Linked DNA regions of Bos taurus: region 1 is linked to region 2. A link is a contact called in public Hi-C data. All regions are on one chromosome and are shown on one strand. Each heading gives the region's core, a stretch centred on a gene start, on an enhancer-like site or on the middle of the called end of the contact. The rest is flanking DNA. Distances are from core to core; before and after follow the strand shown.

Evidence for each region. A called contact is a pair of places that touch in the nucleus more often than the background predicts.
Region 1: a Hi-C map of liver shows a contact between it and region 2, with 3 times the contacts expected there. The contact joins the promoter of TNFRSF21 here to the enhancer-like site in region 2. A contact is called at or near these places in 3 of 11 Hi-C or Micro-C datasets (liver, skeletal muscle and an unstated tissue).

What each region holds. Positions count from the first base shown.
Region 1 is chr23:20,480,159-20,485,893 of ARS-UCD2.0, forward strand. TNFRSF21 (TNF receptor superfamily member 21) reads right to left here and starts at 1,899. Exons shown (of 6, transcript NM_001076911.1): 1 at 1,398-1,899. The coding sequence starts at 1,484.
Region 2 is chr23:20,304,285-20,310,036 of ARS-UCD2.0, forward strand. No RefSeq gene overlaps it. Among named protein-coding and RNA genes, the nearest start is that of ADGRF1, 49 kb to the left of the region's middle. Within about 2 kb of position 2,202, at least 13 of the 102 cell types and tissues checked have an H3K27ac peak or open chromatin away from gene starts, as enhancers often do. A contact at or near this core is called in liver, where this site is marked.

The DNA.
Region 1 (5,735 bases), core at 649-3,148, 180 kb after region 2:
GCACCCTTGTGTCAAGGACACAAATCTTGACTTTGCCACTGCTATAGAATGGGCAGAAAAGGGTCTTTGAAGGGAGTCTGGGACCTGCCTCATTATAAATCCGAACAGCACCAAACTTTTCTTTAGTGTCTCTCTTCCCCTTTAAAATCAGCCTCGCACAGGGAACCAGAGTGTCTGTAGGATGAATTCCCAGGCCATAGCAACTGCAGTGCCCTGGGATCTAAGAGATCTTGGTTGGCCGGGCATTGAGCCCTTTTCGGGAAGGAGACAGCAAGCCTGCCTCTCCCTGACACGGCCTTGCCATGAAAATAGGCTCTTGCTTTTTTGTTTTTGTTCGGTTCTTAGCTAAGAATCTCCATCCACCCGGCGGACACAGAAAGATAAGCACGGAAGCTTATGGTGGCTCGTGGGTTTGATCTCAAATCAATTTTCTTCTTCCACCTAATTCATCCCATCCCCCCGCCAACATATGGAAAGGCCGGGAAGGGATGTGGGGAAGTTGGGGACAAGTTTTGGGTCGAAGGTGCTTTCAGGCTTTGGCCAGATAAGTGATGGAGAGAACTAGCTACAGGGCACGCCCTGGAGCTGAATGCAGACCGGGTGCAGAAGAAGGAAGCTGCTCCACCCTCCATGCGCACCTGCCCGGCCACAGGTAAGCGAGGGATGGAGAAAAACGGGGGGGAAACTCAGCTTCCTTTATGGTGGGCTCTCCCCTTCCCCCACTCAAGTGTCAGCGCGCTGGCCGCCTGGCTGGGAGCCGGCGCTTTCGGGGCGCCTGAGAGTGGGTCTCAGGATTCCTTCTTGGGCGTGCCGAAACCGGGACCCACCCAGCCAAGGCGGAGAGAAGGGGGAAGGGGGCCAGGCGCCCGCTCCGAAGGCGAGGCGCCGAGGTACCCGGCGTTCTGGGGGGCCGGCGCGCCCGGGTCCCGCGCTCTCCCACTGCAGTAGCATCCCGACATGACACTGCAGCTGCAACAAAGCGGCGGCCGCCGCCAGCCTCGGCTCCCCGGCCCCACACCCCGCGGAGGGGGTAGCGGCTGGTGGCCATGGGGGTGCGCCGAGGAGATGGGGGCCCCGGAGGGGCGGAGGAGGTGAAGAAACCCTGAAATGCGCAGGAAGCCGAGTGGCCATCTCCAGCGCCTCTCCCGGCGCAGCCAGACTGCAAGGAAAACAATTCGCCTTCATTCCGGAGTCGGGCTGAGCTCTGCGGCTCCCCCAAAATGACCCGATCCAAGCCCTTGGATTTGTTGCCTGCCCTCGCTCGCAACCTGCGCCCCCCTGCACCCAGCACCCCGAAGCCCCGGCCCCGGGACCCGCCCCGCTCCCCGAGCGCGGCGTCCTCGGCTCCAGCGCGGCCGCCGCCCCCGGCTCCCGTCTACCCCACCCGGACCGCTCACCAGGAGAAAGGAGCCCGCGATCATCGTGGCTCCGGCCATGCGGCTGCAGGAGGCCAGGGCGGTGCTGCTGCTCGTGAAGGTCCCCATGGCTGAGCCTGGGGCTCGCAGGGCGCCCGGGGCGCGTGGCCCCCCGGCAGCTTGAATCGGCGGCTGCTTCTGCCCAGCGCCGCATCCACAGCCGCCTCCCGAGCCGGGAGCCCATCTACCTCCAACACCCCATGTGCACTGCGGCAGCCGGACGGCCGGACACAGGAGGGAGGCGGCGAGCGAGGCTCCGGGGGCGCTTAGCACCTGCCCAGCTGCGCGCCTGTCCGGACCGGGAGAAGCAGCCGCTGCTGCAACCCGCACCTCCCCGTGCTCTCCTCCGACAGCGGCTGCGGAGAACCAGGGAGGAGGGCTGGGCGCGAGAGAACGAAGGAACAACTTCCCATAGCGAAGCCTCCGGCCGCTGCCAACCACCGTCCTCCGCTGCCCTGACCGGCCGGCGAGGGACTGAGTCGTGTGGCCGCCGAGCGCGGGGAAACACGTGGTGGCGCCGAAGGGGCGGGGAATCGGCCCTTTGTGATGTCATCGCGAAGGAGGCCGGGCTCTTTGTGCGAGCAGAACTGAGAAGGCGGTCCAGAACAAGCAAGGAGGTGCAGGATGCCCCCTGCTGTTCGCTGAAGAACTTGCAGCTGCTTTCTGACCCAAGGAAAACGTTGCGAAGGTATGCACACCCTTGACCCAAATTTCCCTCTTTTTACTAAGATGATTCTCAGTAAGTTATTTTCTGTGACAGACGCCTTTCTATTGTTTCTGGCTCGATGAGTAAGAGAAAAAGCAAAAAGCATTTAGACCAACGGTGTGCCATAAAGAGATCAGCGAGTTGGTTCCCAAACTTAGCTGCGCTTTCGAATCACCTGCAATGTTTAAAACAAACTTTGATGCCTGCTCCCACCCTAGAGATTCTGTTTGAATCGGAATAGAATGTGGTCTGGGCGCGTTGGGATTTTTTTTTTTAACTTCTCCGGGTGATTTGGGGAGATTTTGGAACAAAATTTGAAATCCTCTGGGTTAATAAATGTAATTAAGGAAATCCAGACTAAAGAATTCCAAACCTGGAGTCCACGGAAGTTGGATCCATAGATGGTCTTCCAGAGGCCTTGGAAACCCCTGAAATATGTGGGCAGGTGCATTTTCCTAAATAAAAGATCCAGAGCTCTGAATCAATTTATCACAAAGATAAGAAACACTCTCCCTCCAAAAACATATTAAACATTTTTGAGTTGAGTTCCAAATGCCTTTGTGGGAGGTGGGTGGATCGGAAACAAGAGCAGCCAGAGCATTCCTGGCCATAGTTGGCATCGCCTGCATTTCTGAATGTGAGTGAGGACCTGCCATCCCTTTCGTTGTCTCCCCTGGCGGGAGGCAGAGTCTCCCAGCAGCACCACCATTTCTGGTATAGTGTCCATCGTCTAGATTCTGACAGCATTGTGTGCTCAATTGCTCAGTCACGTCTGACTCTTCTCAACCCTGTGTACTGTAGCCGGCCAGGCTCCCCTGTCCATGGAATTTTCCAGGCAAGGATACTGGAGTGAGTTGCCACGTCCTTCTCCACGGGATATTCCCCACCTAGGAAACGAACCCGCATCTCCTGCGTCTCCTGCATTTACAAGCAGATTCTTTACCACTGCGTCTCTCCCAGCACAGGGCACACTATACTGAAATTGCCTCTTTGGCCATCTGGTTCACACCACTCATTTGTGAACTCTATGGTGCTGGACTTCTCCTAGTTTCCTTGACCCCTTCTACTTAAAGATAATACACTTTCTCGATTATCTGCTTCAAGAATCAGTACAGTACCTCTGAAGGTAACCTACAAGGGAAAGGTGCCAACTATTTGTTTTCTTATTAAAATATTGTGCTTTGGCCTTTGAACTATGCACACGTGAAAGATGCTAAAAATTAATGAGGATTAATTCCAGTCTGTTCTTTCAAACATCTGCCAGTAAAGAAGATGATTGTTGATAAATATTGGAGCATAATGTGTACCGTCTGGTGAAAATCAAAGTTCTAGGAAACATTACTACTAAATATGGAATGTGAGGGAGAGGATTATGTTTGCACTTGAATTTCTCAATCTAGTTCCAGAAGGAGGGAGATGCATTGTATCTCCATAGATAACAGCTTCAATTATTTCTTCAAAACTTCAAAATGACTAATCAGTACCATCGTAAGTCTTGTTTATGGAATTCCCTGGTGGTCCAGTGGTTAGGACTCAGCACGGTTATGCAGGGGCTTGGGTTCAATACCTGGTAGAGGAAATAAGATCCCACAAGCTGCCTGACAAGGAAAAAAAAAAGTCTTGTTTAAAAGAAGTTGGGGAACTTCCCTGGTGGTCTAGTGGTTAAGAATCCACCTGCCACTGCAGAAGGTGAAGATTTGATCCCTGGTCCCGGAAGCTTCCACATGCCTCGGAGCAACTATCCAGAATATAAAACTATTTTCCCATCTCCAGTGCACCCATGTATGACCGAATTTCTGGCCAAGCAGAATGGCCATGCATGTCTTCTGGGAAGTATTCTCCCTGGCTAGACCTTAACTGTCCATCATCCCTCTCATTCAAGGTCATGAAGACCTGCTATTTCTCTCCAATTTAATTGTAGTTTCATTTTGTCTCTGACATTTTTTTCTTCCTTGCTCCCTCTCCAGTATACTTGCCTGGAGAATCCCAGAGACAGAGGAGCCTGGTGGGCTGCCACCTATGGGGTCGCACAGAGGCGGACACGACTGAAGCGACTTAGCAGCAGCAGCTCCTCCTCTATACCCCTTCTACTCCTGCCCAGACGATTACACAGACTTCATGATATCTGTCTCATGTTTTGCCTGGACCTCTCAGTCCTGCAAAAGAAACTTTTCTTAACATCCTAAGGATAATGAACATTTTAGCGCCTAAATCTGATTATGTCCTTCTCTCACCAAAAACCCAACAAATATTCCTCATTTCTCTCAATTTGAAGAGCAAAGGCCTAGTAAAACCATTCATTCTAATCTCTGATTATGGTTCAATCCTCCCCATGGCTGCAAGTTGAGTAAACATATACAGATAAAGCACATGGAGCCTTTACTTCCTACATCCAGTTTCATTCCCACTGCCTGCCAGTCCCCACAAACCCCAGATTCTTCATGCTAATTCTGCTAGATCATTGTGTTTCTTACCTGCCTTGTCTTTGTCATACTTCTGAGTCCTTGTTAGGTTTTGTTTTCTTTTCAGTTCACCTCTGCTTGTTGATTTCCTATGAATCTACCCGTTGAGACCAGCCTCAAGTGGTACCTCATCTAAGAATGCTTTCCTAACATCTTTCACCTTCTGTACCCTTATACGGAAAGACACTTGTTCCTTCCTCAAGATTTTTCCTACATGTCTCTGTTATTTATATGATATGACACTGTAGTTAGTTTTCCTGTCTGTGTTGCTGGCCACATTTTGAGCTCTGTGGGGCCAAAGTCTGTGTCTTAATCATCTTCTATCTCCATAGTCAAGATTCAAGATATTGACCTGGCTCAATAAATATTTGTCAAGTGAAACATAATTGAAAAGTTTGACAAACCATGGGACAGTTAACACACCTGATGTACCTTTTCCTTTTCCAAGCCTTAAATCAAACATCCTGAGCTGTGTTATACAAATAATAAAAGGTTTAATATGTGTTTTGCTAAAGTGCCATGTCCTGGACTTGGGTTTAAGTGTTTTGTCTTCAGCTTTGTTTCCTTAAAACAGTTCATTTAAGAACTTGTCATTCTTAGGGACTTCCCTGGCGGTCCAGTGGTTAAGATTCTGCACTTCCAATGCAAGGAGAGGGAGTGATTCAGTCCCTGGTCAGGGAACTAAGATCCCACGTGCTGTATGACACAGCCAAGAAATTTTTAAAAAATAAATTTAAAAAAGAACTTGCTGTTTTTTGGCTTAAGAAGGAATATCAGCCATTCGGCAGCACATTGCGATTTTAAGCACGTGGGCATGATTTGATCAAGTCTCCACAGAGGCATTCTACACAGAAGGCATTCTTGCATAAGATCAAATGGGAATAGAACTGCAAAGCAGGCATGGTTCTGAAAGCTTCCTTCTCTCTTGGCTAGTAAGAGAGGGATGATTTGATAAGATAAAATAGCCAATCTTTTGAAGGTATAATACCTTTGTTTCAATCTTGGGGACAGTGAGGTAATTAAATTAGTTTCTTTTTCACCTGGAGCACTGTGAAAGGTGGCATTGACCTTGAATTGTCCATCATTCATGTGCTATACTTCACACCTGTAATGTTCCCATTTTGCTATATGCTTTTCCACACAGGGCCCCAA
Region 2 (5,752 bases), core at 952-3,451:
AATAGGAAAGTAAATAAATATAAAGATGTGGGATATAATGCCAGAGAGTAATAAGCTCTATGGAAAAAATAAAGCAGGATAAAGAGGGGAGGTTTTGCCATTTTCATTAGAATGGCTAGAGGCAAAAACACCAACCTCAAATAGTTATTGTGAGAAAGCTAAAAGAGAATGTATATTAACATATTCTATCATGAAGCAAACATACCATAGCATTGCTATTTTTTTTTTACTAGTGTATGATTTTTTTCTTTTTACTTTTAATTTCATGTTGGAGTATAGCCAATTGAGTATAGCCGATGACATCTAATAATCCTAAAATGGACTGGTGCAACACTTTGTACCTTAACTGTGGACATAATGTGACTTTTAACCTTGCTGATTGTTCTGTTTTTGCTGTTTGCTCCCTGCATCTGTAACTGTGTAACTGGATTTGTTTCTAGCCACATGAAAGCTTTTAAGTCACAAATGGTTGCTCAAATTCCTGCCACTGCGGCAGCTTCTTCCAACTACTACTTGGGCCCCCTGGATCAGAGACCCTCAATATGAGGGTTAGGAGAATATGCTGCTTCACAAATTTAGAGACGACTCCCCTTATCAGCTCAGAAGCAGTTACAGAATGAAAATGAAGCCCCTTTCCCTAGGCAGCATAATTCTCCTAAAAGAAAAGCGAAGAATGAGAGGGTAACAGGCAGGAAGGTTAGAGGTCTCCAAATGGAGGCTGCAAGTGTCAGACGTTTTTATTTCTCTCTTAAGGGGCAGGAGGAAACAAGCTACAGGTGTCATATTTTTGGCTTTCCTGATAGCTCAGTTGGTAAAGAATCCCCCTGTAATGCAGGAGACCTGTGTTTGATCCCTGGGTTGGGAAAATCCCCTGGAGAAGGGAAAGGCTACCCACTCCAGTATTCTTGCCTGGAGAATTCCATGAACTGTATAGTCCATGGAGTTGCAAAGAGTCAGACATGACTGAGCAACTTTAAAATATAAAAAAATGTAAAATACCCGATTAGAGGAGGGAAGTAAAAGGCGCTTACTCCTTGGAAGGAAAGTTATGACCAACCTAGACAGCATATTAAAAAGCAGAGACATTACTTTGCCAACAAAGGTCCATCTAGTCAGGCTATGGTTTTTCCAGTAGTCATGTATGGATGTGAGAGTTGGACTATAAATAAAGCTGAGTGCCAAAGAATTGATGCTTGGACTGCAAGGAGATCCAACCAGTCTGTCCTAAAGGAAATCAGTCCTGAATATTCATTGGGAGGACTGATGTTGAAGTTGAAACTCCAATACGTTGGCCACCTGATGCAAAGAACTGACTCATTTGAAAAACCCTGATGTGGGGAAAGACTGAAGGCGGGAGGAGAAGGGGACGACAGAGGATGAGATGGTTGGATGGCATCACCGACTCAATGGACACGAGTTTGAGTAAACTCCAGGAGCTGGTGATGGACAGGGAGGCCTGACGTGGTGCAGTCCATTGGGTTGCAAACAGTTGGACACAACTGAGCAATTGAACTGAACCGAACTCAGAGGTGGGAATGGCTACCTACTCCAGTATTCTTGCCTGGAGAATCCCATGGACAGAGGAGCCTAGCAGGCTGCAGTCATTGGATCACAAAGAGTCTGACATGACTGAAACAACTTAGCAGCACAGCAGCATAGCCAATTAACAATGCTGTGATTATTTCAGGTGGACAGCAAACAGTCTCAGCCATATGTATATATGAATCCATTCTCCCCCAAACTCTCTTCCCATCCAGGCTGCCACATAACATTGAGCAGAGTTCCCTGTGCATAACACTGGTATTTTTGAACATACCATAGCACTGTAATTTTATTTCTTTTTTTTTTTTTTGAATGGCTAAAAGAACTACTTCCCATAAGATAAGAGTGGGGTTCCCGGGCTATGAGAAATAAAGTTCAGCATGTCGGTTGCTTCCGTTTCCTTTCTCCTGGTTTCTTTCAATGCCATCTCCTCAGATTTGCTCCCTCCCCAACCCCCCACCCCACCATTGCTGCAGTGGGAACTTGACCTCTGTAGCAAGGACCTAAAAAAATGTAAAAACTTCTTTGGAGCACTGGTATTTACTGCTACTGATGATAAGTCCACAGTTCATTTCTTTTGCCTGAAGTTCAGGGCTCAGCACAGAGCTCAAATCTGGGAGGCGGGGAGGCCTGTTTGTTTTGGAGCGATCTGTCCTCCAGGTGGTGAAACCTTCCCGGTCAGGAAACAAGCCCCAAAGCAATCGGGCCAAGGGACGCCCTCTGCCCGGAGCTCAACAAAGGGCTCCTCTGTGTAGTCTTATCCCGGATCAGAGAACACCGGCAAGTAGCCATACCCACACTGTGGCCTGACCTGACTCTGGGGATTAAGGTTCTGACTTACATCTCTCAGAAGTTGGGGGATTTTAGGTTTTAGAAGAAAACCAGTCATCTGAGAGCTGACTCTTCCACATCAAAAGCGGAGCTCTCAAATGTGGTGCTCAAGTGTGACTTGATTTACACATTTGTAAGGAGTTTCCACCTCAATATCAAAGTAAAGCTTTCCTGTGGGTTGGAGAATGTTTGACAAAAAGGTTACAGACCATTACCCATAGAGAGCATTATGGGAAATTGCCAAATAAGAACATTTTAAACATTTCTGCTTGTCCCATCAATAGGTGCTTCCCAGTGTAATTTGAAACTATTGTTTTTCTATGCATTTTTCCCATAAACCCCTACAGGGCATGAACTTTTCTGTAGAAACCCACAGTAACCAGCCTCCAAGATGACCACCACCTGCTAGTCACTCCCTGTGTGGCCTCCTCCACAATGAACCAGGACTGACTGGTGTGACCAATGAGATAAAGTAAAAACGACAGTATGTAATTTCAGAGGCCAGGTCAGAAAAAGGTCTTCCCTGTAGCTCAAACGGTAAAGGATCTGCCTGCAACGTAGGAGACCTGGGTTCGATCCCTGGGTCGGGAAGATCCTCTAGAGAAGGGAATGGCAATCCACTCCAGTATTCTTGCCTAGAGACTCCCTTGGACAGAGAAGCCTGGGTGGGCTGTGGGCTGTGGAATTGTAAAGAGCCAGACACGACTGAGCGACTAACACTAGGTCAGAAAAGGCATTACAGCTTGACTCCTTGGATGGCCCCCTAAGCCACCATGCCATAGAGATACTCATGCAGCTCTGCAGCGAGGCTCACGTGAAAAGCAGCTAGAGCATTGCACTCATAGCCAGACAAGTGAGTAAGGAACCTTGGAAGTGGATCCTCACCCCCAGTGGAGCCTTCCAGTGACTACAGCCCTGTAACCTCGTGAGAGACCCAGAGAAGCCAATCCTGAATTCCTGATCCACACTCACTGTAAGAGATAATACATGATTCTTGTTTTGAGCTATTAAGTTTGGGGCAATCTGTTACAAAACAAGAGATAACTAATACAAAAGTTATTCTAAAGTACTAGGATTGAATGGAAAAGACTAGTCTGCTAAACCCACCAGACTGAAATCTCTTTAGATTGAGCACTAAATTCTGATAAATGCTGTCCCATCTTGCCCAGCACCACACCAGTGATTTTTAGAGAATTATTCACTGAAATTGAAGTTGGTGGCTCTAATGGTAAAGAACCCACCTGCCAATGCAGAAGACACAAGAGATGTGAGTTCAATCCCGGCATCTGGAAGATCCTCTGGAGAAGGAAATGGCAACCTACTCCAGTATCCTTGCCTGGAAAATTCCATGGACAGAGGAGCCCAGTGGGCTACAGTACATGGAGTCACAGAGAGTCAGACAAGACTGAGCAATGGAGCACACACACATTGACTGAAATTGGCACTGGGTTTTAGAATCCTAATAAAGTCCTAGTCTTTGCCTTTAAGAGACTTGTGGGCATTCTAAAGGAAGAATCTTCTGGGCATCACCTCTGAGCATGATCTTACATTATAGGGTTCACATTATCCTTATGTTCTGTAGATGATATATTGAATTTCCTACAGTTAAAGGTTGAAGGCTACTGATGAGATAGACATCAATTCCCTGGCATTTCTGGCTTGCTTTGCATGTGGCCAGAGTGGGTTCCTACCTCCAAAGAAAGACAGCTGCTGGTGGACACAGGTGCCTGAGGATGGATGCAAGTTGAACCAGTGAGCTCAGTAATGATATGGGTTGAGAGGATGTGGGTGCGTTACCAAGTCAAGGCCTTGGCCATAGCAGAAAGACACAGAATCATTACTACAAGATGGTTACTGACACTTAGGAACACAGTCCAAGCCCAGCTATCCAAACAAATCAAATACAGACTATAGCAAAGGCTTCTTAGGCCTAAACTTCCCAAATCACACTTTCTGGGGTAAAAAGAGGAAGCTTAGAGTCTAGGAATCCCCTTTCTCTTCGTCAGTCCTAACCACAGGCATGAGATTCACCAGGCTCACCCTGTTGAGACTGTAGTATCGCCTTATTTCCTTGCTGCTGGCTGTCATCTGAGCAACCCTACTATGGGCATCCTATCTAAGGGACAAGTCTATCATTTAAAAATAAATTCAACCTAGGGCTTTAAAAGAACCAAAGGAAAGACTTCCCTGGTGGTCCATTGGTTAAAACTCTGAGCTTCCAATGCAAGGGATGTGGGTTGGATCCTTGCTCAGGAAACTAAAAGATCCCACATGTCACTGTGGTCAGAAAATTTAAAAGAAGAAGAAGAACCAAAGGAAAGGATAGTCTTCTTAAGAAAATCAGCAAGTTAAAGTAGGGGCCAGCACACAGTAGGTGCTCAACAAACATTAGGCTGGTTTCTTTCCAGCCCCTACCATCACAGCCTTAGGACTGCCAGGCAGGAACAGAGCCATAGAGAGAATCTACATGTGCTCTCTGGGCCTGCTTGTATCTTAACCAAGAAAACACAGAGAGTGACCCTTTATGCGGACACACTGTGTGTATAGTGATACTGTCTTCTCACTGGGAATCCCTCCCTCTTGGTGAAAGGTGTTGCTGGAAACCCTTTACCTTGAGACAGGTAAACAGGATAGACCATGCAGGAAGATCCATCATGGGGGACAAACCAGAACCTTGGACATGGATCTGAGGAACCAAGTGATTTCCTACTAGCCCAGTGGTTCCTTGATGTTTCACACTTGAGGGTCACACCAGGAAAGACATTCCTTCAAAGTCCCCCAGCCTTTGCGCTTGGAGGCAGGGGCTTCGATATGGAGCAGGGGCAGAAAACTCCAACTGTGCTTCCCTCTCACCTTTGCTTCTCTGAGTTCAACCTCCAGAGGGCACTGATAATCAAAGGACTAAAGCACAACACAGAGGCCAGGTTCTATAGATCACCAGCTGTGCTCCCTACAGGAAAGGAAGAGCCCCAGCAGTGGTTAATTCTCTGTGAATAATTGATATTGGTGAGATTGAAACAGAGGTTTTATTAGCACTTACCTGTCTTCCCCCAAATAATAGAAGGAAATCACAACACCATGGTTTCATGTCTGCCTTTTAGGGTCACTTACCTCCTCAGTGTTAGGTCCAGGTGTCTCGCAGGCTGTCTCTGCAAAGAACCCAACATTTCCTGGTCACAGTGAGTAACAACATCAGAAACTGGAAGAAACTTCTTGGCCCAGGAGCCAGTCCAGAGTGTTTTGGGGCCACGAGGAGGCAGCAGTGATGCCTCAGGACTGTGTTAGCAAACCAGGATCGAGGTTTTAGAGTTTAGGGGCCATGGTTTCAGACCCCTCCTGTGCCTCTCAGCAGCTCTATGACTTTGGAGACGTCAGGCAA